Regions from separate parts of the Capsicum annuum genome. Here region 2 is linked to region 1. Evidence: chromatin contacts called from public Hi-C data. All regions are on one chromosome and are shown on one strand. The core of a region is the stretch at or near the end of the contact, and the rest is flanking DNA. Distances in the headings are between cores, read along the strand shown. Region 1 has its middle 130 kb from the start of LOC107850365. Region 2 holds the start of LOC107850365 (protein GIGANTEA).

Region 1 (6,881 bases), core at 3,593-6,092:
CTAAGTATTGAATTCTAATAACTAAGTTACTGCTACTGATTGACTATATCTAACAGTCCTAATTCTGTAGAATTGAACTGAATTTTATACTAAGACTGAAACCAAAACTGTGAAAGGTAATCATCTAACCGAAATACCCCTTTCTAATTTAATTGGGGTCCAACCTGTAACCCCAAATAGAAGGGTGCTAATACCATGCCACGGGTACTAACAATTGCTGTGTAGTAAGTCCTAATCTAGCGGGTGACCCCTGAGATCAGTCCTAAACTAGCGGGTGATCCCTCAGTATATCAGTTATCTAACGGGTAACATCTCATTTCCTATGTTAGCTATGTAGTTCTGAAACTTAGGGATTTCTTCTAGGGACCCAGTCCTAACTAATGAGTGTGCTCCCATCCCTAGGCTCGCTCGGTGATGAATCCTACTCCCAACTGAAAGACACTGAACTGAGTATACTGAACTGGACTGATACTGAGATTACTGAGTTTTCCTAAATTCTGTAACTGATGGAGTTCTACTGAGTTTTGTAATAGACTGAGAGTACTACTGATTATGATATCACTGATATTATTCTGTAACTGACACTGGCTCTAGATAAATAGCTAAATTATCGGGTATTAAATACCCCAGGACTCGATAGCATGAAAAGTAAAGTAAAGCATAACTTTAAATAACATATAAATTTTCACTTGGTCATAATTAATCAATATAGACATTTCATCAAACACTTGTAATGCATTAACTTGTACATGAATAGAGAACACATGTTAACATGCTATAATGACATTGTTTCATTCTCATAGATAATTTATCAAACACATGGAAAGCATAATTGGTACATTAAATCATAAACACTTAGGGTTGACATGATTACAACAATCAACTTTCTCATTGAATGGCTTATCATGAATATCATGTAGTTCAACATATATTAGGATCAATTCTTGGAACTTGTAATCTAGATCATGGATTAAAATCAAAATAACATCATAGACACTTAATCACTTTGTAAATTCAAGGGTTTATCAAGATAATAAAATATTATTCACACTTGCTATTCAATTTCAGGAAAGACATGCACTTAAATCATGGATTGAGACCCAACTAATATCATGAACATGAATTAAATCTAATTCAAACATAGAAATCATAAATACACAATCTCTGTACTTCGAAAAAGAATTCTTGGACTTCATGGATGGAAGGGACCCGTGAATGAACATCTAACATACCTTAATTTGTGAGTTTCTTGAAGTCCTTGGAGAGATTCTTGAGATTGACCTTGATTTCTTGAACTAGGGTTTTTGCCTCTTGAGAGAGATGATTTTGTTCTTGAGTGAAAGTGAGGAAAAGTGACATAATAGGGTATTTAGGGCATAATTTCGTGTTTAAAGGTTGATCTGAGTCATGAAAAAAGTCTAAGTTGCCCTTGGGATTTAAAATCCCGTAACTGGAATGCAGATGAAAGCCTCACCGTGACACGGTGACTGGTTCATCGCTATATCCACCGCGGCGTGGTGGAATCGCGATGACTCACTGGTTTGCGATAATTATCAATTTGAGCCTTACCGCGATGCGGGGTGATTGCGATGAGCTACTGGAATTTGACAAATGCCGAAATAGCCTTCAACGCGATGCGATAGAGGGCTCATCACGATACTCACCGTGACGCGGCCTAATCGCGGTGAGCCACTATTTTTACATAAACTTATCCTAATATTTAGCTGAACTTTTCTAAATTAGGGACCCCTTATCAAGCTTTAACGGACTGAGCTAAGCTTAGAATTCTACGGGGTCTTACAGGTCCCTTCTTCTTTTGTTGTTTCTTCCTACATCAACATTTAGAATGACCATATTTGAGGCAATTTATGCATATGACTGGTTTCTAATCATACATTATTTTCTGCTCAATGAGAATACCTCTTCCATTCCTAAAATACACCTTATCTGGTAGTACTGAGTCCACTTCCATCTCAATGAGTAGCCTTATAAAATTTAAACCTATCTTCTTTTTCGTGTTCCTGTCAACCATCAAAGGTTTCCCAATAAGGCCACCTATCTTGCTCAATCCCTTTGGTCCCCAATACCTAAAATCTAGCCTTGGCAACTTCACCCAAATAGGTACTGCGTATAATTCCTCACGAGAGAAATCCATGTCCTCATGCCACGCCTTGACAATAAATGGTTTATTGTCAAAATGATAAATCCCTCCTTGAAGAACATTATTCTACCCTTCTTGAGAGTCAAATCTCACAAGGACTATACTATTTTTCAATATCAAACATTCTTAATCCCATACTTTCCCCACTGTCGTTGTATATAGCCATTCAATATTGAAAAGGAAGGATGTGCCCCTAACACATAGCAAACCACGATGTACCTCCAGTAATCAATTTCTAAAGAAATGTCCTCGCGGTCAATTTCACATATTACTGCATCACCTTGAACAGTTGGTGAGACAAATTCAAGTTTGAATCCAGCATTTGATACCTTAGATATATCAAACTTATCCCAAACAGATGTCTTTTTTTTTTTTGTTCTTCTTCTTCTTCTTCAGTTCATCCTCTATGTCCACTTCGTCTGCCCATGACTTCCTCTTCCCCCCTTAGTATCTTCCCATTCTTCTAGGATCAAACAATGACTTTGATTACCCCTTTTGGAGGTCCCTGTTTTCTTTCGCTCCGAACACATTGTGCTATTGCCACCCACTGCAATTGCTGCTTTTAACTCAATTTGCGATGGTAACACAATTTTCCTAAGGTCAATTGCAGCTTCCATACCCATACTTGGCAAGTCTTATTCATCTCGCAGATCTGATATCAGAGATTTCCCTCGTACTCCCTCTACACACCCCTGTTTCCCTAGATTTCCTTTTGCTCTCAGCTGCGACTACAGTTTCTTTGCGTTTTCCTGAGCTTCCATGGCCTTCTTCATTGGAATTCGTGCTATCCTACCAATGGATCCGTACGTTAATAACGTGCACTGAATCCCTATTTATTTATTTATTTATCATTATTATTATTACAAAAAATTGTGTTTGGACAAAAAGTATTTAGAATAAATATTTCTAATAGTATTATCAACTAATATGAAACAGAGTAGAAGATCAAAACTAGATTTGATCAGAAATTAAAATACCATTAATTCATCTAAATATCAATGGAATAATCTAGAAGTATGGAACAAGGAAACTTCCATGACGAAGACAATTCTATTACGCAACAAACTTTAAAGTAAACATCAATAAAGGTCGGTACCGATTGATTACAAAAGTAGAGATTAAAATTAATGTAGTATTAATTAAAGTATAACCTATAATATCGTGGCAACCTAATATCCATATACGTGGAGGTAATTTATTTGTTAAATTATCCTTTACCTTAGTAGTGGAATCAAATTCAAGAAAACCAATCAAAAAAATTTCGGACGGTTGGAGAATGAAACAATGGGAAAAGTGATTCAATCATATTATATTTGGTGGGGAAAATATCTGAAGTGAAGGGTTTTCAAACACCAACTATTAGTATATTTTTAGTTTATGTTAAAAGAGTCCAAAACCTAAATGATGTAAGGAAAAAAAAAAAGATTACATAAAGATAAATAATGGACAATTTTTTATATTTTCTTATGGGAAAAAGCATTGTTTCCACCTTAAACTATACCCGAAAAGTTCAAGCCACATCTAAACTATACTAGTGACCTATTACACACCTAAACTATAAAAAAGTGAAACCATTTACATCCTGTCAGGCTACCACCACTTGCATGTGGTGTAGTGTTTTACACGCGCTGCGACGTTAGCACCACGTTAGTAAAAAGTATCACTTTTTTATAGTTAAGATATGTAATAGGTTAGTAAAAAGTATCACTTTTTTATAGTTAAGATGTGTAATAGGTCACTTATATAGTTTAGGTGTGGATTCGACTTTTCAACTATAGTTTGGGGTGGAAACGATGACTTTTTCCTTAATGTTTTTAGTCGTTTACTTTTGTTATTTAATAGGCTAGATGCGCCTAAAATAAGTGTAACACACGCGCCTTAGAATGGGGATTGCGGGGAGGTAATAATATCACTTTTTTATAGTTAAGGTATGTAATAGGTCACTAGTATAATTTAGGTGTGAGTTAGACTTTTCGCATATGGTTTAAGGTGAAAATGATACTTTTTCCCTATTTTTTATTTAACATTTTGTAATATTAACTACATGATATTTGGGCGCTATGGGGACCCTTGTAATGTACAGAAGACTAACGGCTGTTATGCTACAGTGATCCATATAGCACAGGAACGACCACAGACAACAGCTTTACGATGCGAGAATGTGGGACCCACTATTAATAGAGATAAATAGCAGGTAATTTCTTATCATTTGTTTAGTTTTGATGGAAAGAGTTACATGATATTTATTGCTATTAAAAGGTGTCATATATTTCATAAAATTAATTAAAGTGGGTGTAAGTTGATCAAAACAGTACTATTTCTGCAACTTCAATCACGCACGACGTATGTCCGAAGTTGTTTCCGATGCAGGTAAGTTGCAATTTTTTTTAAGGTAAAAGGTACAAATATACCTCCAAACTTTAATAAATATTATAAATATATTCTTCGTTATATTTTGAATACAAATATATTTTTATCGTTAATGAAAAGATATAAATATACAATTATCACTAACAGCGAGACAATTTCACGTCCGTATTTGTTGGACCTTTTTTCTATTTATTTTAACCTCATTTAATTAAAACAAATCGTAATTAAATTCATACTTGGACCTAATTTACCCGACCCGATCCGTTAGAGAAGCTTCATGACACGCATCTATATCTCCAAACATAATACAGACGCGTCTCTCTCACTCTCTCAAAACACCCTAACGAAAAATCCTCATTCTTGCTTTCCACAAAGCCGAAACTCATGTCTCGAGTTGACAGTAGCCTCTCTTGAAGAGATGATCAAGGAATCACAGATAAAATATTCTCTTGCCGGAAAACAATCATTTTTCTCATCCTTAAAACCATCAAAAGATAATCTTTTTTTTTTTTTTGGTTTTATATTTTCTATCTGCATCCTGTTTCTTGCTTACTGTATTTTAGTTGGTAAAATTTTGATCTTTGAAGACAGTTTTAAGAAGTTTTAGATATAGAATAGTGTATTGTGTTTGGAGAAGAAACGATTAAATGAAAGCAACAATGAGGATTTTTTGTTAGGGTTTGAGAGAGTGAAAGAGACGCTGTTGTATTGTGTTTGGAGATACAGACGCATCTCATGAAGCTTCTGTAATAGAACGGGTCGGGTCGGATTGGCTAAATTATGTCTAAGTATGGATTTAATTAGGATTTGTTTTAATTAATTAGGGTTAAAATAAATTAAAAAGGCCCCACGAATATGGACATGACAAGTGTTCTGTCGTTAGTGATAAAGATATATTTGTATCTTTTCAGGCAATGGTATATTTGTACAAAATATGATGAAGGGTATTATTTATACTATTTATTAAAGTTTGAGAATATATTTGTACCTTTTTCATTTTTTTAACTTCGGATATAGATTGATAGCAGCGTTATAGTATTTGTAATTTTGCCAATTTAATACTTTAATTTTAGAAAAAATTATGCAATATATATAATGAGATGAATTATTTATACAAAAAATATTCACTTTTTTTCCAACTGAAAAAGTGAAAATGGCCAAGCAGTCATGTTTCTTACCCAAATTGGCCACTCGGTACGAATTACTGGCAACGGCAGCCATTTTGTCATAGCCATTTGCGCCCCCTCCCCTCCTCACCCCACCTTTTTTTTAAGATTTTAAAAAACTTTTAAATTGTTTTGTTTTTGGGCATTGCTATTAAACAAAAAATATATTGCTGTTTAAATTTTTTAGTTATTCTTTTTCAAACATTTTTTCTTTTTTAGTTATTTCACCTTTTTGTGGAAAAAATAAATATTTATATTACTTTATTATTTATATTTTTATAATCAAATAAATATCGATATCAGTACATTACATAATAGTTTATATAATATTGACACATGATTATACAACACTCATACAATGTTAATACATTACATATCTATTTATACAATATTGAAACACGTACATATACTTTTTATACAATATTGGTACACACTTGTACATCATTTACATAATGTCGATATATTATATAGCTATTTATACAATATCGATACATGTTTATACACATTTATATAATATCGATATATTGCATATACACTACATAACTATTTGTACATCATATATACATATTTATACATAATTTATACAATATCGATACATGTTTATATATTATTTATGCAATAACGATACATTGCATATACATTATATAACTATTTATGCAATATCGATACAACACATATACACTGCATATCTATTTGTACATTATATATGCATGTTTATATACCAGTTATACAATATTGATACATGAAAAAAATTATACGAAAAAAATTTGAACCAAAAAGCGAAAAAAGTTGTTTTTTTTTTTTAAAAAAAAAAAGAGAAACTCAACAAAACAAAAAACAAAAAAAATAAAGGGATTTTCTTTTAAAAAATAACTACTAAAAAAGAATAGAACATGAAAGAAAATTGTCATAAGGTCATTTTAAGTAATACAGCTCATTTTAAGTGACTAGTTTAGGTGTACGCGCAAAATCTCACTTTAATGAATTTAAATATACATTAAATATGATATTTATTTAAATTGATAAAGACGTAGTACAATAATTAAATTCAACATTTTTTGAATATGTAAAGATGGAGAATTTATTTAATTAAACCTAACTTTTATCCAAAAATTATAAAAAACGATCGACATTGTAAACTACAACAAAATAACACGATGATAGAGATATAAAAATAATATAAT
Region 2 (7,048 bases), core at 3,179-5,678, 130 kb before region 1:
GATTGACATTGCATACCAGCCACAGGCTAAGTTGCTCGGACTCTCCAACAATGTTGCCGCACACGTGTCGGATTCTCCAACCAGCACTACTTTTGAAGGATCCGACACATGCCCGATGATATTTTTGAAGAGTCCGAGCAACATAGGCCACAGGGAATATGGCCTCAAGCCCAAGCATATATAAGAAAGACAACAAAACAGCAGAAGACAAGAATGATCAAATTGCGAAGCTTCGTCGAAAGGAATCAAAAAATAAAGAACAATTTTGCATTGCCAGAATAGAGTTAAAAAACATAGTTGAAGTGAATTGCACTTTCAAAAATTCGTCTTATTCCTAACTTAACCAAAACCAACATTGTCCAGAAACTCTTTAAAGTAATCAATGGACAGCGCGCTAAAACAAAGACAACCAGATGCAAACGCCCACTGTTCAGAAAGCCTGAAGTACAAGAAATGCGGATACAGAATATTCCTATCAACTAATGCTAATGAATTTTTGTTGCAATCCTGATGAAGTTTGAAGTGTAATGGAACATCTAACCCATAAGAAACATTGAGAGATGCTTACCAACGGAAGTAATCGCTTCTAATCCCTAGTGGTGCAGCAAGCAATATATCAGTGATCCATGGAGACAATGGTCTCAGGGGTTTTCTCTCATGTTGTATAGAAGGCACACCAGGTTCACTACAGGCAGATTCACTTGTTGAAGTGTGGCTTCCACTGGTGCTTCTATCTGCTCCGCTGTCCTGACGATCAACTTTAAAAATCGGGCGGTTGTAGTGTGTTAGGATTCGTAAAATCTCTCCACATGCAAGAGCCCATTGTTCAGAATATTCCTTCTGTGTTTAAGGGTTAATAATTAGTAGGGACACTCGGATCATATTCAAGCTGCGCTTTAAACAAATCATAGAGTAAAAAAGCATGATAAGATTAGTTAAATTAATGGTTAAAGAATCAGAATACCTCACTGCTTGAGCAAACCAATGATATAAAAGAAGCAAAAGGTGGACTACTTTTATCATACGCCAGTGTACCATCAATGATGCATGAAATAATTGGATGAACTACAGCATGCCCATGCTCCGGGTGATGAAGAACAAAAGTCGCTGGCAATTGTAACAAACAACAAAAAATAGAAACAACTCATCAAGCATCACAAGTAGGTGGGAAGTAATACTATAAATGCTAAATAATAAGTGAGAAAAATAATAATACCTAAAACATCATCAAAAAGTCGGTTCTCCTTTGATGGATACCAGTTCCGTATGAGCTGCCAATTGTAACACATGCAGTTAGTTTAGGGGGAAGAATGACAAAACTTAGTGCAGATATAGAAAAACTATAAACAGAGATAGTTACAGAGTTTACTGAATACCTCGGCTATATCTTCAGGAAATTGTTCTGATGTGAACTGGCCAAAGTACTTAACGTACGCAGTAATTTGAGCCTATAAAGAGAATATAAAAGAAGGTTTGTCATGAGTGAAAATACAAAATGTAATCTGTAGAAAATAAGCAAATAAAGCAAGAAGTCTTTCAGACATCAAAGATTCAAGATGATAATGCAGTGAGACTAATTCAACCCATCCAAGTCAAGACAAATAGCATTGGACTTATTATATTCCCACTGCATCACTTAAGCACCAGAAAAGTAACTCTTTCTCTCAGATTCCTTTTCTTCATGGGCTTTAATTATAAAAAAGTAAATGTTACCCCAAGCTCTTAGGTTATATATCGTCATTGTCTCCAACTCCAGGAAAAAGTTTCACATGCAAAACCTTCTCAATATCATCGACATATCGACATTCTTAACAGTTCAAATCTTATAACCAAATTCTGTCACCACCTTTGGAGAGAATCCCTTTAGATAAAGTTTCCACCAAGTATCCAGGCATTTACTTGGTGTTGGAACAAGAGATAACGTTTATTATAAATTCAACTAAGAAGGTCTTTCAAAATGATAAATCCAAATAGTAGCACTAAGTGCAAGTTTTTTCGGATGAGAGTTGCAGCAAAGATTATTTGTACAGTTTGAGGAGTCTATTGTAACTTTATCTATACCTCATTAGTTTGTGATTGTTAAACATTTGGGTTCTAATCACATTCAGAGTGTTATTATTTGGCTGCATGGTCCGTTAGTTGTGGTGTGGTCTATGGATAGAGTAAAACCTCAACATTCTGAGAGCCATTTGTTTAAAAAAAAAAAACATGTTTGGGGAAAATAATCTGTCCATCTTCTATAATGGAGCAAACCAATAGGCGTTTTACATGATATTCCCTCAATCTATCTTTAATTAGATTGGAGGGTCTTTTTTGTCACATGCAACAGTACGTTACAGGTTCGGCAACATTGTATTCCTCCTTTGTATACCCTTCTTCCTAATCATACGTTTTCTTCAATTATCAAAATATCCAAACAAATATGAGAGTTCAGCAACTTAGTATTAGCCGAGATGATATTTTTTCCAAATTTCCGTAGAAGAAGTGCTTATCTTTTTTACTTTGTTATCCATATTATATCCAAGTTCTTAAGGAGTGAGCATCTCTTCACAGAGTACTGATGATAGCCACACGTTCACAGGAAAGGAAAAGAAAAGTCGAAAGGTCAAGGCTTTCCTCTCATTACTTTTTCCACGGCAAAGTTAGCACCTTAGCCTGAGGAGCAAGGATTTCTTCCTCTAGGTCTGCTGCTATTGATGAGTTTACTCCCATTGACTTTTTGAGTAAGATCAGTAGGCAATAGGCTCACATCCAACTTCATAGAAGGAAAGATCAGAGTCATTTTATCTTTATTACTCCCTAGAAGGCGGAACTCTTACTTCTGCTTAGTACGTTGTTTATATGCTTCTTAATAAGCCAGAGGCCACTCTTTTTTGTTCTTTTGCTAGCGCAAAAGGTCACAATAGCTAGTTTAAAATATCCCTAACAAACCCAAAAAAAAATAAAAATATACAAAGATATTGTAGTGAAGCAGATGAGCGCACACCTTCCGCTGCTGTGCATCTTGTGGAGGAGGCCAAAATAATGAGGAGAAATGAAGACCATCAATCCACCTTTCGCTTGCAGAAGCCATATATAACTGTTTGACAATCCAAGAATTTTATTGATATGAGAAACTACTGACCATCAACACCACTACAACCTCTACCATTCAAGGATCAAAATACTGTAATTCAACACATTTGAATCCTACGTTGCTCGGACTCTTCAAAAATATCAACGTGAGTGTTGTGTCGGATTCTCCAAAAGTAGCATATTTTTGGAGAATCCAGGTGCAGCATCAAAAATGAAGAGTCCCTGCAACTTAGTTTGGATCCCAATCCGAGGATTGTCCCGTTCCCTTATCAAGAAAAATCACCTTAGAGTTCCAAGCTATAACCAGCTTATGGCGGTTGTAAATTTCACTATTTTAACAGTAATATAACAATGATAACACACCAAATTTCGCTATTTAAAAATAAGAAGACAATAGTAATATACCCCCTGATCCTACACACAAAATAAATAAATAAATAAATTCAAACTGTTAAAAATATGCACAACGAAATTAGTACCTTTTGAAAACTATAAATAAAAAGGGTTAACAAAAAATAACTTTTCTTCATTTTTTTCTCATAAACAGAAAAAACGTTTGCAGTTCATTTAGAAAATTATCACTTGCACAAATTATTCAAAAATAAATAAATAACAAAGTATTATCAAGCAAATTAGAAGTGCAACTAATTCTCCAATTATATACTTTTTTTAAAATAAAAAAAAAACTTCGAAAATAGTAAAATAAAAATGATTATCAATTTTTAAAAAAAGGGATCATCAAGTAAATTAGAAGTGCAGCCAATTCTCCGATTTTATACCTTTTTTTACTAAAAGAAACAAAAAAAACTTAGAAAAATAGTAAAATAAAACTGATTATCATTAAAAAAAAATCCAAAATTAACCTTAAAAAGAGTATTATCAAGTAAAATTAGAAGTGCAGCTAATTATCCAATTATTTACTGTTTCTTATTCCTGAAAAAAAAAAAAAGCACTTCGAAAATAGAAAAATAAAACTGATTATCAATTTTTAAAAGTTCTTAACCTTACCAAAAAAATACAGCTCAACAAACATAAGCACAAATAAACATAGGAGTATGGGCATAATTTTTTTTCTAAAATTAAAGCAAAATTAAGAAGAAAAAAATTATTACAGAAAATTTATTTGAAGAAACGGGAAAAAGATTTTTCATTTTTTAGGAAATTACCGTAGATGGGAATTCTGAAAACTGTGTGTAAATCTGGTAATAGATTTTGAGTGAGATTAATTGAAGAGTATTTATTTTTTTTAAGGAAAAAGATTTTGGAGAAGAATAATACGAGGAGGACAGAGGTTTTAAAAAGAGAAAAAGATATGGAGCAGAAACAAGATCTTTAACTCTGTGTTTGGGAATGCAAACGTGGCGATGATATTTTCCTCAGATCTTAAAGTGCCCATGTGGCGACCAAGTGGACTACGCATCAGATTTTTACCGTATGGGTCTTCATGGTTTGGTTAGAAATGATCCGAATCCATTTATATTTGGTTTGATATTTGGCTAAAGCAAATAGCATTTTAAGACTTAAATTATGAAAAATAGCAATATTTTTATAAAATTATATTGTAATAAAAATAATATTTTTTTAAATGGGGTCTCTCATTTATCGCCGGTTAAAAGTTACCGTATATAAGGTTGTCTTTTTCACGCCACTTCTTTTTCTTTTTCCTTTAATTAAAAATTACTTTATCTTTTATTATTTGAAATCTCTCAGATTTCTCTTTCAAACGTTTTCTTTTCTCATTTTTTTTCATAACTTGAAAAGGATAGCGTTCCACAATTTCAGGTAACTAATAAATTCAATTATTGCATGTTATCTATTTCATAATTTTTTATTTTTTATATTTTGCACCGTAAATCATTAACAACTTCGAGTTTGAGGTTTTTATACTCTAATGGTAGAACACACATCAAAAATACGAATAAATGAGGGATACTACCTATTAATTTGTTATCTGATAATGCGCCATCATTTAGTCTTGTATTAACTCAAGACGAAATATTTAAAGTTTTTTCTACTCCTATACAGTCGAAGAAATCAGTGAGTACGAAGGAGCTTAGATTCAAGTTTCGTAACGATCCAACGAAGATGACTGATATTTAAAAAAAATTATTGAAAAAAACTTCTTCTCCCAAAGCCATAAAATTATAAAAATATTAGAAGAAAGGGAAAGCAAAAGAAATTGCAGAGTCAAGCAATATTGTAAATGATGATGGTAAAAACTCTTCTGGTCATGAGTCGAAAGAGGTTGAGGAAGAAGAGATATTTTTATTTATTGATATGTATTTAGGGATTTCAGTAAAACTGATATCATTTTGGGTTAATATATATTTTGGTGAAGCTAATATGTATTTATTGATATGTATTTTGGTGAAGTTGATAGTTTAAATAAACATTGTGGGGTAATATGTATTCATTTGTATTTGTATGTTAAATACATATGCTAATTTACATGTGTAAAAAATATATTTATATATAATTGTTATGTATTTTCAGTATATTGAAATGTTGAAATATACATTTGGATATTCTATTTGTTTAAACATTCAGTTGGGGTTATTGATGTATTTGTATTTTTTTGAAATACAAATACATTTTCAAATATTTTTTCAATACTGTATATATAGGCTTGGCATATATACAAATTGACTGACTAAATATACATTTAAGGTACATGAAAGTATTTTGTATTTTTATATATACATATGCGCTCTCATTTATATTTTTGTTCAGTTCAATATACATTTAATGTATATGAAAACATTTGTATTTTTATACATACATATCTAATTTCATATGTATTTATCTGTAGTGATGGTTTTGTATTTTTGTTCTATTCAATATACATATGTATATTTATATGTATTTTTGTGATGTGTTGATTGTGTTTGTTGTTTTTTACAGTGTAATAAGGTATAATTTTTTGTTGTATAGGTTCCGTGTGATGAAATATTCATGGCAAAAAAACTTTCAAGATTGGCACCACGTATGTGCTGCCATAGTGATAATGATATTGAGGGAAGTTTACAGACAATATTAATCAGGGAGCAGTACAAATATTTTTGTGACAGTAAAATTTTTCGTTATTTCATTAGGAAGAAACACTGTGTAGTTCAAGCACATAAATGCAGATGTGTTATGTCCCTCGAGACAAAGGGAAGTTCTACTACTGCAATAGTTATTCGGGCTAATGACACTTCTCTATGTTTCACTCCTAGAGAATTTGCTATTATTACTAGGTTGAATTGTGTTGGTAATAAGTACGACTTCATTTTTGACGAGGAGGTACCAAATAGGATTGTTGAGCAGTATTTCAATGGTTCCAATTGTATACAAAAAAGATACTTGTTTAGAGCAGTCTCGGACAAAGTTTGGGGGAAGAACAATGATGAGGATGCAGAGAAGTTTGCAATTCTGTATTTCCTTTATTATTTTATTTTATCGAATATTGATACTATTGTTATACCACGACTCCATTTTGATTTGATGAAAAGTAGTCGATATAAGAAATTTTTGTGGGAAATTTTATCATTCGAGGATGTAGCTAAAAGTTTGAACAATAGGTTGAAAGCAGGTGGACAATTTTATTTGCTACAGGAATGCCACTTGCTATTCAAGTGCGACTTTATGAGTGTTGTTCGAATGTTTCACGAAAGGTTGCTTCCAAAGTTGACAATCGAATTTTTCGATTATTAAATTGAAAAATAAATACACCTCGACCACGCTTTGAGCATCTAATGGCCGCTATGTTTAATGGAGATGACAAGATTTGTACTGAATAAATACAATGTATTAATATGTATTCTATGAATATGTATTTTCCATATACATATATAGTCTACATATATACATTTGCTTTACAATTGTTTTACAAATACTTTAACATACATTTTGTATATTCTTAGATTGTATTTAAGAACATTAAGCCAACTGAAGGGAAATTTCAAAGTTTGAAATACCACAGCAGGATGGAGTT

What was found. A called contact is a pair of places that touch in the nucleus more often than the background predicts.
Region 2: a Hi-C map of leaf shows a contact between it and region 1, with 3 times the contacts expected there. The contact joins the promoter of LOC107850365 here to the enhancer-like site in region 1. A contact is called at or near these places in 3 of 5 Hi-C or Micro-C datasets (leaf and placenta).

Annotation. Positions count from the first base shown.
Region 1 is chr12:189,033,277-189,040,157 of UCD10Xv1.1, reverse strand. No RefSeq gene overlaps it. Among protein-coding and RNA genes, the nearest start is that of LOC107850365, 130 kb to the left of the region's middle. Within about 2 kb of position 4,842, at least 5 of the 5 cell types and tissues checked have an H3K27ac peak or open chromatin away from gene starts, as enhancers often do. A contact at or near this core is called in leaf, where this site is marked.
Region 2 is chr12:189,161,721-189,168,768 of UCD10Xv1.1, reverse strand. LOC107850365 (protein GIGANTEA) reads right to left here and starts at 4,428. Exons shown (of 15, transcript XM_016694845.2): 1 at 4,242-4,428; 2 at 2,987-3,079; 3 at 1,377-1,448; 4 at 1,217-1,271; 5 at 965-1,107; 6 at 569-837. The coding sequence starts at 3,073.